5 separate regions of the Mus musculus genome follow, and regions 2, 3, 4 and 5 are each linked to region 1. A link is a contact called in public HiChIP or PLAC-seq and promoter capture Hi-C data. All regions are on one chromosome and are shown on one strand. The core of a region is the stretch at or near the end of the contact, and the rest is flanking DNA. Distances in the headings are between cores, read along the strand shown.

The links. Promoter capture Hi-C pulls out the DNA fragments that hold promoters and counts their contacts. HiChIP or PLAC-seq counts read pairs in DNA pulled down with a chosen protein or histone mark. Capture Hi-C pulls out chosen DNA fragments and counts their contacts.
Region 2: a promoter capture Hi-C map of adipose tissue shows a contact between it and region 1, with 2.6 times the contacts expected there. The contact joins the promoter of Sumo3 here to the promoter of Cfap410 in region 1. A contact is called at or near these places in 5 of 39 promoter capture datasets (the 3T3-L1 cell line, cranial neural crest, frontonasal cranial neural crest and 2 more), 1 of 484 Hi-C or Micro-C datasets (CD4 T cells), 9 of 115 datasets of contacts at active chromatin or transcription factors (bone marrow-derived macrophages, cardiomyocytes, craniofacial prominence and 5 more) and 2 of 9 other capture datasets (adipose tissue and liver).
Region 3: a contact with region 1 is called in a promoter capture Hi-C map of stem cell-derived epiblast-like cells, with 2.1 times the contacts expected there. The contact joins the promoter of Agpat3 here to the promoter of Cfap410 in region 1. A contact is called at or near these places in 2 of 39 promoter capture datasets (embryonic stem cells and stem cell-derived epiblast-like cells) and 4 of 9 other capture datasets (adipose tissue, embryonic stem cells, liver and 1 more).
Region 4: a contact with region 1 is called in an H3K27ac HiChIP or PLAC-seq map of embryonic stem cells, with 4 times the contacts expected there. The contact joins the promoter of Cstb here to the promoter of Cfap410 in region 1. A contact is called at or near these places in 2 of 39 promoter capture datasets (embryonic stem cells and erythroid cells), 1 of 15 datasets of contacts at CTCF or cohesin (embryonic stem cells), 4 of 484 Hi-C or Micro-C datasets (CD8 T cells, LSK cells, neutrophils and 1 more), 7 of 115 datasets of contacts at active chromatin or transcription factors (bone marrow-derived dendritic cells, effector CD8 T cells, embryonic stem cells and 3 more) and 5 of 9 other capture datasets (adipose tissue, embryonic stem cells, liver and 2 more).
Region 5: a contact with region 1 is called in a promoter capture Hi-C map of liver, with 2.9 times the contacts expected there. The contact joins the promoter of 2810425M01Rik here to the promoter of Cfap410 in region 1. A contact is called at or near these places in 2 of 39 promoter capture datasets (embryonic stem cells and neural stem cells), 1 of 15 datasets of contacts at CTCF or cohesin (the NIH/3T3 cell line), 34 of 484 Hi-C or Micro-C datasets (B cells, the Ba/F3 cell line, CD4 T cells and 24 more), 23 of 115 datasets of contacts at active chromatin or transcription factors (CD8 T cells, the NIH/3T3 cell line, T-cell acute lymphoblastic leukemia and 16 more) and 3 of 9 other capture datasets (adipose tissue, liver and macrophages).

What each region holds. Positions count from the first base shown.
Region 1 is chr10:77,977,240-77,980,010 of GRCm38.p6, forward strand. Cfap410 (cilia and flagella associated protein 410) reads left to right here and starts at 1,411. Exons shown (of 7, transcript NM_026431.2): 1 at 1,411-1,542; 2 at 2,514-2,532. The coding sequence starts at 1,466.
Region 2 is chr10:77,604,722-77,607,421 of GRCm38.p6, forward strand. Sumo3 (small ubiquitin-like modifier 3) reads left to right here and starts at 1,376. Exons shown (of 4, transcript NM_019929.4): 1 at 1,376-1,620. The coding sequence starts at 1,600.
Region 3 is chr10:78,350,306-78,353,005 of GRCm38.p6, forward strand. It overlaps Agpat3 (1-acylglycerol-3-phosphate O-acyltransferase 3), which reads right to left and starts at 1,395. Exons shown (of 10, transcript NM_053014.3): 1 at 1,322-1,395. It overlaps Gm40709 (a long non-coding RNA gene), which reads left to right and starts at 2,178. Exons shown (of 3, transcript XR_871856.3): 1 at 2,178-2,622.
Region 4 is chr10:78,424,371-78,427,100 of GRCm38.p6, forward strand. Cstb (cystatin B) reads left to right here and starts at 1,300. Exons shown (of 3, transcript NM_007793.3): 1 at 1,300-1,487; 2 at 2,557-2,658. The coding sequence starts at 1,422.
Region 5 is chr10:77,514,440-77,517,191 of GRCm38.p6, forward strand. 2810425M01Rik (RIKEN cDNA 2810425M01 gene) reads left to right here and starts at 1,459. Exons shown (of 1, transcript NR_163865.1): 1 at 1,459-2,502. It overlaps Fam207a (family with sequence similarity 207, member A), which reads right to left and starts at 1,374. Exons shown (of 6, transcript NM_133998.3): 1 at 1,164-1,374. The coding sequence starts at 1,301.

The DNA of each region.
Region 1 (2,771 bases), core at 161-2,660:
CGTGGCTGAACTGAGCCTATAAAATTCTTCCCACCACACTGGTGGCTAAGCTGTATCTCTCAGCTCAGGCCTTATTGTTCCTGATGGTAATGAATGGCCCGCCAGAGGCTAAATCTTCAGCGTCCGCTCTCTTTCCACTGTGGGTTCCAGGGTGCAAACTATGGTTTTTAGGTTTGTGCGTCCAGTACTGTTACCTACTGAACCATTTCACTTGTTTTTGGTAAAGGCAGACCAGGGTGGTCAGACAGACAATAGAGCCCTAGAATACTTCATCAAGGGCAGTTTATTACCTAAAGGGCCTGAAGTACCCAGTGCCTGTCCCGGTGTAATCTGTAGGATAGAAAAAGATATGAAGATTTCAACCTACAATCTTTCGTTTTGTTTTCTTCTGGAGATCTGTTTTCTCCAGAAGAAAACAAAACAAAAATTCATTTGTGATTACTTAAAATGCACACTGACAACCACAGGCACAGTACTGACTTTCAAAAACATAACGTCTATTTTCTATTTGTTTGTTTGTTTGTTTGTTTTTAAGGTTTTTGTTTTGTTCGTTTTGTTTTTCTACATATGAGTGTTATGCTTGCATGTGTGTGCAACCCAAGTGACCTGTCTGGTGCGCAAGGAGGCCAAAAGAGGGGCATTGAGTCCCCTGGAACTAGAGTTACATAAGGTTGTGATCCGGCCATATGAGTGCCCTGGAAAAGCAGCCAGCGCTCTTAACTGTTTCTTCAGTCCCTCCCCAAGCCCCCACTACTCGGCTTTGTCTTTTGAGATAATGTCTGTATGAGCCAGTCTTGCCAGAAACTGGCTCAGGCAATCCTCCTGCCTCAGCCTCTGAGTGCATCAATTACAAGTGTCAGTCATCGTCTGGTTGTGGATTAGCTGTTATGTAACACAAATCCCCGATTTGGGGTCAAGCAGAAATGGGTGAGGGCTCAGTGGTGACCAGGGCCATGGCAGGGATTAGGATCCGGAGCAAGCATGCCAGGAGGGTTTCTGCTGGCATCCACTACGAGGACTCTGTCACCCTTCCCGACTCGACCTTTTCTGTCCTCGATGTCTCCGAGACCAGCCAGGCGTCCCGAGTCCCTCACACACCGGCGCCTTTCTCACCCAAGCCAGCCCATCTCAGACTCTTGCACACTGGAATCCTAAGGGCCGCCCTTCCCGCGCACGCAAACACGGGATGCAGAGACCAGCGGTCCCCAGGCAGCAAAGCCCGGAGCCTCGTGCATGCGCAGGACCGGCGGGCCGCCAAAGGGGCGGGGCGGAATCGCGTATCACGGAAGTCGGGCCGTCCCGCTTCGCCGGCGCGCTTCCGCCCTCTCGCCTGACTGCCAATGGGACCTCAGGCTCCGCCCCTAGAAACGCGGGCCCCGCCCCTGGAGACGCGCCGCTGCGCAGGCCTCTCCCGCTAGCCGAGTGTACAGCGGAGGGCGGCCGGGCCCGCGGCCCTGTGGCCACCATGAAGCTGACACGAAAGATGGTCCTGTCCCGAGCCAAGGCTTCGGAGCTGCACAACGTGCGGAAGCTCAACTGCTGGTGAGGCCGGCCAGGAGCGGGAGGAAGCAGAGGCCGCGCTGAGCGCCTGCTACCCCAGGCTAGCTAGGTTGCAGGCTCACTCTGAGGCCAGTGCTTCAGAGGAGTGCGGCCCTCGCAGGATAACTAGAATTTCCCTCTAGTGTTGCTGAGGGCTTTTCGCTAACCCTCTGTGTCTGTGTCTGGTATCTGAAGACAGAGGTGCTTAGTGGCATGTCTACAGGGAGAGACTGAGGTTGTAAAGTCATGATCCGGTGCTGGAGAGGGTGACCTGGTATGAGTGACAGCCTAGACCTTAGATGCTATTATATGGATGCACTCTAAGTTGCATGGCTGAGTCACACTAATACTGAAAGCCCCGGGCTTCTGGAGGAGTTTGTATCTGGCGTGTGGAAGAGCTACAGGTGTCTCTGGGGACTGGGGTGGGATGCTGTGGCCAGAGCATTTAGCAGTGGCAGAGCAAGTGCAGACCCCTGCTTCTAGTAATGGTCAGTGGGCTACTGGAAAGAGTGAGCTTTGTTAATTAAAAGCCTTTCCCTGCCCTGGCACATCTGGTGTTGGGGCCACAGTCCTCCCTGTCCTGGGTTTTCAATAATGCCTTTCTTTGTCGAGCCAGCGAGCACATCAGGGCTTCCTCTGTGCAAGCAGAAACAACACACATTGCAGGCCCGTGAAGTTTGCTTCAGAAGTTGCATGACCGGCCTTTGAGCTTGGCCTCTTATGAAGATCCCTTTGTTTATGTGTGTGACTGGAAAGAGCTTTCTGCTATGGGAGCCTGAGAGGAGAAAACTGTGTACCCCCATGCACCAAGCAGGGAGTATTGGCAGAAACCAACCTCACCCTTATTTGGGCAACCAGCCTTCCTTACTGTTCCGAATGTAGAATCTTTAGATTTATAGACAATTGCCATTTCTTTGGGGATTTTTAAAATATTTTCATTCAACAAATTAAAGTCTATTTCTTTTCTTCTCCAGGGGCAGCCAGCTCACAGATGTAAGCTCTGCCTTGATTGTATCTTCTTCCGGATGCCCCTTCCCCCAGAAGAATAGCTAAAGTTACAGAACTGTGATCTTCAGCTCAGTGCCGTGTCACTTGCTAGACCTGCACAGAGGAAAACAGAGTCAAAGCTCTGCCTTGAGAGGAGTCCCTGGTGGTGATTTCCCTCAAGGACATCAACAGGGGCACTCTGCATGGCCTTCCTCAGCTTCAGGAGGCGACACCCCAACCCCACC
Region 2 (2,700 bases), core at 126-2,625, 370 kb before region 1:
GAAGGTGTGCTCTGATCTCCAACAACTGCTTCAGTCAGCCTGGTTTCTGGAGTCCTGTCTCCCAGTTACACAGTCTGAGCTGGACATTCCAGAGATATGTTCAGCTAAGGATGACCATGATCTGTATTTGAGGAAAATCCATACCTTGGTCTGGTCTGGGTGTGGGATGAGTTCCAAATGCGTCCTTGTGGAAGACCTTGACAAACTTCTCGAAGAAAGGTCATGTGTACAGGGGAAAGGCTAAAAAAGGTTGGCTTCACAGACACTTGGCTTAGTAGCTTTGCAGTATTACCAGGAAGTGGGGATACTTGTCTGCTGGCCCTTCCTTGGAACAGAAACATACTTCTGTCAAACAGAGCGCCACTTCTCTGGAGGCTGCTGTGTGGTCCTGGAACACGGCCAATCAACACCTTCCTGAGACGACTGTGGGTGACTGTGTCAGCCCTGACTGGCCTGATTTGCAGGTGTTAGCAGACAGACACAGAGGGCCTGTGGGCTGCATTCTAAAAACTCACGCCAAGATACAAGGAAAGGACACTCTTGACCCCTTAGCCAGGGCTCCCGATGGATCTTCCAGCTCAAGCTTCCCTTGTTTTGCTTATCTAGTTGACTCCTTGGGCATGTTATTAAACTTCTAGGCATCTTGGTGTGCTGTGTAAAATGGGTTATTAGTGTCCACAATAGCATTCCAGAAACAGCAAATGGTAGGTCAGAAGGGAAGCTTTCTGTGCCTGTCACTCTCACCCACCCAAGCCACCTAGTGGTTACTTTGGGACTACGTAAGGAGGGAGAAAGGCAGCTAGATAGTGAGAATGAAGGGGAAGAGCTTGTCCTTCTGGAGAGCCATCTTGGGAATGGCCCTTGTGGAGGCTGGTCCACCCCATCCAGGAAATCAAATGAAAAAAGATGAAATGGGAGCATGTGCTGGCTTTCTGGGCCAACAGAAGCCATCCTCTGTGTCCTCAAAGGATGCCTTTTCTAGACATGAGCCCTCCTGTGACATTCAAATTAAAGGCCAGAGGCCTGTTCCAGGAGTGTGTGGTCCATAAACCATGCCTGGTAACCTCCTTATTCGTCTTCCGGACCACCTGAAAGGGTTAGCCTGAGTTTCTTTGCCCTCTCTTACCCAAATGCAGCCTGCATATAAGAAAAAGTCCCCAAATGTGGGTGGTGAAGAGGCTACTGGTTGGGCCAAAACGTTCCTCTGGGTCCTGACCTAGCACACAGCGCCCCCACTCCTCCCGTGCCTCCCTGCGTGGACGCGCAGTCTTGCACCCACATCCGGGGTCTCTGGGCCTAGGACCTTGAGTCGCGCGTCCCCGGGGCTCTGCGCGCACCCGGGCGCCTGACCCGCCCCGTGACGCATTCGCAACCGTCCTGAATCGCGGCTGGCCAGCGCGCACCCGCGGCGCGGGGCGCGCGCCTCGTGCACGCGCCCGACCACGTGACTCCGCGCGACCAACCAGCGCGCCGGGATTTAGGGATAAAGCGCGGCCCCGCGACAGTTGCGGCGGGAGAGCGGCGGGGCAGAGAGCGTGACTCGCCCGCTCCAGTGCCACCGGTTCCCGCTGCGCTTGCCGCCGCCGTCGCTGCGCAACCATGTCGGAAGAGAAGCCCAAGGTAAGCCCGGTACGCAAGCCGCAGCAGATTCCGCGGAACGCAGGCCGGGCCGCGCGCAAAAAGGGCCCGCGGGGCCGCGCCCGAGCCTCAGCGCCCCTCCCCCACCGACCCGCGCCCCTCCCCCACCAGCATTGCACTCCGCCCCGGGCAGCGCGCTAGCCCCACCCCCGGCTGTGCCTCCCGCCACACCAAGGCTCCGCCTCCGGGGTAGCCCCGCCCCGGGTGTAGCCCCGCCCACGGCTCGAGAACCCGGAACTTGGGTGCTGGTTCTTGGTTCGCAAGGGCCTCACTCCCTGACGCGGCCATCCTTTCGCGTGCCGTGCGCACAGTTGCACGCGTGGTGCTGCGCGTGAGGCTCAGCGGGCGCTCGTGAGAGCTGCACCGGAGTAAGAGCAAGGCTGGCCGCTCCGGGCTTCCAATGTTCGCCCGGCCGCATGCCCTTCCACTCCATCGCCGTGGTCTCGGCAGTTGGTGCGTGGGAAGGCCAGGGTTGCCCATTTCAAATTGAACAGTTTTCCCACACTCACCTGCCCTGCTGGGGGCAGTTTTATCCAACGGGAGATAAACGTTGGAGCCTGGCATTCTGTGCTCTTGACTGGCCTGGAGATGACCACTGTGTTGGCTCAGGTGAGAGACCCCAGGAGCAGGGCAAGCATCTGGACTAATGCCATGGTACCATGCTCAGCAGCCGAGCCCAGAAATATCTTGCCTGCGAGGTCCTTACCTTTAATTTCAGCTCAGCCTTGGGTCCTGCCTGCACCATCCCGGATATTGAATGAGCACCTGTTCGCCCTGTGCCAAGAGTAGACAACTTACTTTATTATATTTTGTAGCTGGTAACTACAACAAGAGTTGTAACCTTTTGGTGCGGTTAGGCAGGAAGTGAATGCCTGGTGTGTACTGGAGTGGCCATGCCTTCTGCCTCGGGTTAGTGGAGACAGAGGGTTATATGTTATATTTTGGTGACGCAGCCCAGGGGCTGTTGTCCACTAGGCAGATGCTCTACCAGTGAGTTACTTACTCTCTCCACACCCCCACAGCGGCCCCCCCCCCTTTTTTTTTAGACAAGGTTCCTTTGTG
Region 3 (2,700 bases), core at 145-2,644, 370 kb after region 1:
TACCAGCTCCATCCTCTGAGAGGCTGGACCAGTTAACCAGCACCAACTTGTTAGGAGTGAGCTTGGATTAACGATGCCATTCTAACTCCTGAAACAACAATAAACTTCCATCTTTGCTCATCCCATACTATACAAAGATCTTACTATGCCCTACCTGCCTCCAAGTGGGCCAGAGACAGATGTATACAGATTTTTACTACCCTGACTGGGCTGGAGGAAATCAGAGTCCCTTTGCTCTTCATTTAAATTCTGGCTGTGGAGATTTGTGACATAATCCAGGACAAGTGGCTAGCCTTGCTCCTCAGACCCCAGTGTGTTTCAGAGTCTGTTAGCACAGAGTCGCAGCTATATGCCCCAGAAAAGAAGTAAACAACTCCTCTACTGCAGTAGATGCTCCTTTTGTAACTTCTGAAGTAGATCAGTTACTTTCTGTTCAGTTTCCCCAGTCCCCTAGAACACACAGGCACTGTCCTTCCCAGGTGCTGGGCCTGTTATCTGGGAGCAGCTTAGGGTGAGACAGAGACCTCCCTTCATTTCCAGCATCCCTCCCATCTTCCTTCCCTAGGAGACACTGTATTTAACCCACTTCCCACCAATTCCACAGGCAACTTCTAAGACCTAGACCTTCTGCCCTGCTGCTGTACAGATAAGAGCAGGTGGGGGCCACACACAAGGCCTCCAGTAGGTCCAGACTGAGTTAGGTCAGACATCCAGCTGACATCCACCTGCTGAACATAGCCATGCTGAGGAGCACATGCCACCAAGACCAAAGAGAGGCTGGCAAAGCCATTGCATGTAACTGCCTTTGGAAACAACGTAATTACAAAGCACAGAGTGTGATACTAGGAATCAATCTTATAGGCTAAATCCTAAAGTTGGAAGGAGTCCTGCTTACCTAATAAGGGGAAGGGACAGTAAGGGAGTGATCAAAGTGCACAGAGACCCCTTTGAAAGGGGCACAGTCCATTTCCCAATGTCATCGAAGCAGAAAGAGCTGCTTCCACTCAGTTCCAACAGCCACCAACCCAGCACCCCCAACCGGCACCCTGTGTCCAATCCCAGAATCCAAGATCTTGGCTCTGGACGAGTCATTCCAATCTGTCTCAAATCCAAGTAGCCTTCTCGTTTCCCAGGAAGAAGAACCCAGTCTCTTAAGTATTCTCTTAGAGAAGACTTTCCACACTGCTTTAAAAAGTTAGGTTTGAAAGGCCATTTCTAAAATCATTTCCCTGTGCCCCTAAACTTCTCTCGAAGTTAAAAAGGAAACCTGAATATATTTTCCACCCAGCTTAAGTGTTCACAATCCTCCTGTCGTAGGTACCTGGGGTCAACTGCTCCGGGGCTCCAGGCCCACCGTGGACAGGTGTTTTCCTCCAGAGGCTCTGGTTACTGAATGACCCCAGCGCCTGAGTGAAACGTGGAAATTCACAGTCGGCCTTTGGTCTCAAACGCCAAAGTCAAGAAAAAAAAAAAACAACAACAACCGAGCCCTCGCACCTTCCTCCAGGGCGTCCCACCTGCAGCCCTCCCTCCGCGTTGAGCAAGCAAAAAAGTGAAACTAGCCCACAGGGCCCCGAAATCAGGCATGGGGGGCTCCCCCAGAGCGAGGAGCCGGGAGCCGAGCAAGGTTCCCCCCGGAGAGGGGCCCCAAGGCCGCCCAGGCCCTCTCGTCGGGCCCCGCATCCCCATCTCTACCCGATCGCCCGCATCCCCAGGCCGCCGCGCACCCCGCACAGCACCGGCGGGCCGGGCAGGCCGCACAGGGGCCGGGCGGGACCCGGAGCCTCCAGGCGCCGCGCTCTCCAGGCCGCGCGCCCCGCGGAGCGCAGCCGGCCACTGCGGCGGGGCCCGGCGACCGCGGGCGGGGGACGACCTCCGGCGGCTCGGCCGGGCTCGGCGCGGCTCACCTGCACTCCACCTGCTGGTCGCGGTTCTCGCGTCGGGCGCGCGCGGCCTGGGCCCGGCCCGGCCCTGCGTCGGGGCCTCAGCGAGTGCGGCGCCCGCCGCCCCGGGCCCCCATCGCCGCCCTCCGCCTCGGCGCCGCCGCCACTTCCTGTGCGCGGCGATCCCACAGTTCCGCCGGCGCGGGACGCCAGGCGCGGGGACGCGGGGACACGCGCGGACCGACGCGCGGGGGAGGAGTCGCGGCCCGCGGCGCAGCGGCGACCGCCTCGGCCAACGGACAGCAAGCGGGGGAGGGGACGCGAGGCGCGCCCCGCGGGAGCAGCCTCCACCCTCCCTGGCCAGCGGGATGTTCCTAGACCCAGTCCGACTCCCTTTCAGCTGCCTGCGGTCCTCCGGAGTCCCACTGGGGTGTTCCTGGGCCCAGCTTGAATCCCCTCTTTTAGCCCACTGAAGTCCTTCTGGGGTACTGCGGTGTTCCTGGGCCCAGCCTGGATCCCCTTGTCCCCCTGAAGTTCTTCGGGGTGTTCCTGGGCCGTACTTGGACCCCCGATGGTTCCCTGGAGTCCTCCTGGGTTGCCTCCCCCAAGAACTGGAATATTCCTAGGCCCAGCCTGGATTTGCCTCCGTTCAGCCTCCTGAAATCATTCTGAGCCTCAGCCTAGACCCCTTCCCAGTCCCGGAGGTCCCCTTGAGACCCAGGATGTTTTGATGGCTCAGGTTAGACTCCCCTTCCTTCTGAGTCCTCCTGGGGACGCCTGGAAATTTGGGGGTTCCCCGCCAATTAATTAGACCCCA
Region 4 (2,730 bases), core at 50-2,549, 450 kb after region 1:
CTTCCATATTCCTACTACTATGGCCCTATGAACTATTAAGTGATCAATTGCTTTTCTAACCCAAAATCCACATTCCTCCAAACAAAAGCATGGCCAGGCCTAATCCCAGCAATACTCCAGTGTCTGGTACTAACTTCTGTTTTAGTTTGGGTTGACTGCCACCACCACAAGTCTCCATGTATGTCTGGGCACCACTTGCATCCCTAGTGCCCATTGAGGCCAGGGGGTGGAGAAATAGGATCCCATGGAACTGGAGTTGTGAGCTAGTATGTGGGAGCTGAGAATTGAACTCAGGTCCTCTGGAAGAGCAGCCAGTTTTCTTAACTGCTGAGCCATCTCTCCAGCCCCTCACTTGGCTCTTTGACTGGGTTCCAAATATCAAATTCAGGCTGTCGCACTTCCGTGGCAAGCCCCTTACCATGAGCTACCTCTGCACCCCCAAATTATTTTTTTTAAGCCAAGGTCTCACTGCATAGTCAGGTTAGCTTAGCCTCTCAAGTGCCAGGATTGCAGGTGTATACCATCATGTCCTGCTATCCAACTGTGACAGTTTTGCAAACGGAAACTCGGGTTTGAAGGTCACTCAAGTAAGAGCACTGACAGAGGGCATATCCGGGGTCCTCATGGTTCCCAGCCTGTGTTGGGTGTGTGAGAATAGAGTCTCACCCAGAATAGACCACCTACCCAGCTCTGTGGGGCTGGGGCTGGGATCCCCAAGCCCCGCCTACCGCCTGACAAGGCCATGTCATTCAAAAAGAATGGAATTCCCAGATAAGCTCTTATTTCATGGGGTTATCCGGACCCAAAAACTAAGTCCACGTTGGGGAGGGGAGGAAAGGATGGGGCCAGGGGTCAAGGAACAGGGATCTGAGACTTCTAGGTCCTCAATCATCTATTTCTGTATCCACTCTATGGAAGGAGGGATAGGGACCCATCAAGACCCCCACTTAATAGTCACAGGACAAGGGGAAATTGAGATGTCCAGGGCTGTACTTCGTGTCCACCTACTCCATGGAAAGACTAGGACCCCTTCTCACATCTCTGCATCCTGTGAGGACCCGGAAGCCCCTAAGCCGGGTCAGAGATACTCCTACAATCACTTCACGACCATTGAGGGGCAATCAGGACTCCCAGCCTCCAAACCCTTCTTAGCGTCCGTTCAGGGAAAGGACGTGAAGCACCCACCATGCCTCACCCTCCGCCCACGCCCAGCCTGGGTCTCCTGACTCTGCCTGGAACGGAGGGTGGTGACAGTAAAGAGAGCGAGCGAGAGGGTGCGGCGCCCCGCCCCGTCGCTCTGTCACGTGCTACGGGTCCGGGGGGGCGGAGCCAAGCCAGGTTTTTCTAGGGTCCAGGCACCCAGGTCTCCTAGTTGGATCTGTCTTCAGCTTCTCCGTGCTACCCCGACTACTGCTGCCAAGATGATGTGTGGCGCGCCATCTGCCACAATGCCAGCCACGGCCGAGACGCAGGAGGTCGCCGACCAGGTGAGGCTGGGCCCAGGTCAGGCCAGTCTGAGCCAGGCCTGCGGAGACCCGGCGGCCTCAGGGACCGGCCTGCCCAGACTGGTCAGGTCCTGCAGCGGGTTTCCGGGGCGGCCACAAGTGTGACTGGGAGCTGGGGGCTCTGGATCTGGTTGGAAGATTCAGGGCCGGGAACTGGGGCGAGTCTTCTGCCGCTTGCATACAAGAGGGCCACTCACCTATTAGGGAACTAGCCCCGGGATCGGTGGAGGGATCCGGTGGTCCCAGAGAATTCAGGAAGGCAGCTGTTAGAACCTAGACGGCACCTTTTTGACTTACACCCAGGCCTAAACAAGAGAAAGCCAGACTGGGCTACTGTGCTTGTCTCCTCAAAAGAAAGAGCTAGGACTGTTTAGCTCAGTGGCAGGAATTCAACTGATACCACCACCACCATCACCAACACCGCCCCTCAGGGAAAAAAAAAAGGATCAAAACCAGAAGTTGTAGAACTTGCTTGTGCCTAGTCTGAAACGAGGGGGTGGACCTTGGGCCTGGGCTGCCCTTCCTGTGACTGTTAGCAGAGCAGAGATTCAGTACAAGGTAGGGGGAGGTTCAGGGTATTAGCAAGAGAAGAAAAGTTAAACAAATCCTCTCTTCAGCTCTCCTGCCACGCCCCAAGCCCAGGACCCTGTCCACTAAGCCTAGCTGATCTTGGGAGGTGTTTGCTCTGACTGAAGTGGCCAAGAAGGAGTGAGTCAGCTCCATGAGACCCTAGAAATGAGGAAATGTTACAGACACACTGGCCAGGCAAGGGAACCTTGGCCACGTGCCACATCAGCACTCAGGAGGCAGAGACAGGCGAGTCTCTCTGAATTTGAAGCCAGCCCAGTTTGCTTAGTTCCATGCCAGCCATAGCTACATAGTGAGACCCTGTCCCCCCCCCCCCCAAAAAAAAGGAGCTGTGTTGTTCTTTATCAGTGGGGCCAACAGTTTACCATGTCCCCCGGAATGAGGAGTATTGAAGGCTGGCAGTGTGTGTGTGTGGGGGCACCTGTGCATGAATCTAAGTCCTTCCTTCTCACCCACCATCCAGGTGAAGTCCCAGCTTGAATCGAAAGAAAATCAGAAGTTTGATGTCTTTAAAGCCATATCCTTCAAGAGACAGATAGTGGCTGGCACCAACCTCTTCATCAAGGTGGGTACTGATAGTAGCTTGGCATGAACTGGGGACATAGTCTCAGAGTAGAGCAGAGTGTCCTGCAACTTC
Region 5 (2,752 bases), core at 209-2,708, 460 kb before region 1:
AGGACATCAAGTTGACTTTTGGTTTGAGAGTCACACATCGAGAAGATGCTAAGGCAAAAATCCTCTACTTCTCAGCCAGGGAGGCCCCGGAAGAGTATCTACGTCCTTGTTCCCAGATCAGGCCTGTTCCTTCCTGCCCCCATCAGACTTGGGACAATCAGAGAGTCTTGGGGAGTAGAGCCACACTAGCACAGGGCCTGAGCACAGCCTCCCTGCAAACACATGCAGATCCAAGAGTAGCTGTGAGATAAGGCATGACTGCTGCTTACAACTGTATGCATGGGCCCTCCCAGGAGTGAGCAGAGGGAATCCTCTAAGTACTGGTCCTTGGGCATCTCTGAGGAACAAAAATAGGAACACCAACCACATAACCTTCCAGTGAGGCAAAGACGCGGCTGACCAAAGGGGCATAAAAACAATCTCTGTCAACACAAGGCTTAAATTTGAGCCAAGTTACCAAATTAAAAGAAAAATGGGAAAAATAAGAATCAATGGCTGCACGAATCAATGACTGCACAGCACCTCCCGTGGGTGTGGGTGTGGGAGAAAACAGAAGCTCTCAGTTTGGCTACAACAACAAATAAAAGCTGGGCACAGTGGGCTACAGCCTGGGCACGAGAGTGACAAGCTGGGGGGGGGGGCTAGGGTGAAACCTTGTCTCAAAAGAATAAAGAAAGAATGAGATGAGGTAAAATAAAAATAAATAAGATCCCAAAGGCCAAAGCAACAAGCAAGCGCCAGGGACACAAGTGCATGCCATGCCTTTAACCCCAGCATGTGGGAGGCAGGGGCAGGTCAATCTCTTATGAGTTCGAGGCCAGCCTGGTCTACAGCGTGAGTTCCAGAATAGTCAGGGCTACATAGAGAGACCCTGTCTCAAACACACACCAGAGACTGAGACACAGAGATAGACAGAGGCAGACAGACAGCGCCCTGCGACATTTCCAGAGCGTAGTGGGATATTTTCCCCCAGAGATGGAAGCGCTTCTGGAGCCTCACACCCCAACCGAGAAGGCATGACGGCTAAAGGTGGGCCGGGTCAGGACCCTAACCAGAGTGGCAGGAACACACACAGAAGAGGCGACACCCAACCATCCAGGGCTCCTGATCTTTGGAGATCCGGCTCGGCAGAGACCTGGCCCGACCGGCGCCCCACACCTCACCTTCGCCCCCGCTCCGCCCGCCGGGGATTGTGGGAGCGCCGGCTCCACGGCGCGGGGCACAGGGCCCGGTGCAGAATCCCCGTCGGGTCTCACGGCCGCCCGGTGCACACGAGCCCGCAGCGCCCTCACTTTCCCCATCTTCCCTGGAGGTTTCCGCCTGTTAGCAACGCCGCCTCACTAGTGGAAGAGCCTCCCGGAAGTGCTCCCAGACAGCCGGAAATAGAGCCGCGGCTGCGTAGATCGGCGTTCGGCCGGTCCCCGGAAGTGCCTCCCGTAGCGCGTGCGCAGTTGCGGTGCTTACGTCGCGCGCTCCCGCTAGCGCGTTAGACGTGTGGCGATGTGGCTGCAGCCAAGAGCCAGGGAAGTAAAACTATTGAAGCCTCGGGTGCACGTTACGCCATGTTTCTATCGCGCGCGTCTGGGGTAGAATAGGGAGAAAGGTTCACGTCGGTTTTACTCATGCGGGTCTCTATGTGTGCAGCTTGGCGTTTCGTCCTTAAAACAGGTCCTGGAGTTGGGGACTTTGCAATTCCACTTAAATGGGTACCAGATGGACCGAACGGCCTCCGTCTTCCTGCACAGTCGGCTCCGTGTCCAACAGCCCCTGTGCACCCAGTGCAGTATTGCTTAAGGAAAGCAAGGACGAAGGGTAATTCCAGCTCTTCACCCAAATGACACCTGTAAAATACAATACAAAACCAAAGTGGGCTATAGTTGGAGCCACAAAAGAAAGTTGGGCCCAGGCACAGCCAGGGTAGAGGCCTTCTGCCTTCTTCCCTTCTAGGGTAGAGAGCATCCTGGATGCCGGGACGTCTCTGCTAGGGATCCACAGTGAGATGGGATTTGTGGGGAGAAGGTGAGCCCAAAGCGGAGTCCGGTGCCCCACAGTGGCTGAAGTAGCAGAGCATGCCAGGGAGCAGAGCCAATAAGCATCTTTCCGATGCGGTTTCTCATCAGGGGATGCCTCCAGGTTCCTGCTCCTTCCCTGACGATGAGATCCAACCTGTAAGATGTAAAGAACACCTTCCTCCCCACGCTGCCTTTGATAAGTGTTTTTATCACAGCAACAGAAAGCAATCTAGAACAGTGAGTGAGTGGCTGCAGGCCAAGCAGTGCACTAGATGTGAAGCTGAGACAAACTAGATTGAATCAGGCGACTTGAAGAGACGTTTGAGCCAGAACAGCTGAATTGAATCAGCCAGTAAGAGTTCAGAAAGAGCTAGAAAAGGAGATCGTAGTCAGCAGTAAGCCTCCGAGACAACAAGGACATCAAGCGAATAAAAGTTACTTTCGCAAGCTTGTTTTGAGATGACCTGGGAATAAAGTCCATTGAACTCTTCACAACCTGGTTCATCTCCCCAGAAGATCTGGCAGCCAGAGCCACCCTGAAAGCTAGCCTGGCTTTTACCTAGGACAGATCCCCACCCCACCCCCCCACCCCCTAAATGTTTTCTCCTTCTCAACCCTCAGCAGTGTTCCTGTGCTCTGGGCTGTCCGATGGACCCCAGGTTCCCCCATGGAGGATGAGTTGCTTAAGGCCAGTTCCAGGGCACCCCAAGGAACTCACAAGTCGACGACAACAAAGTTAA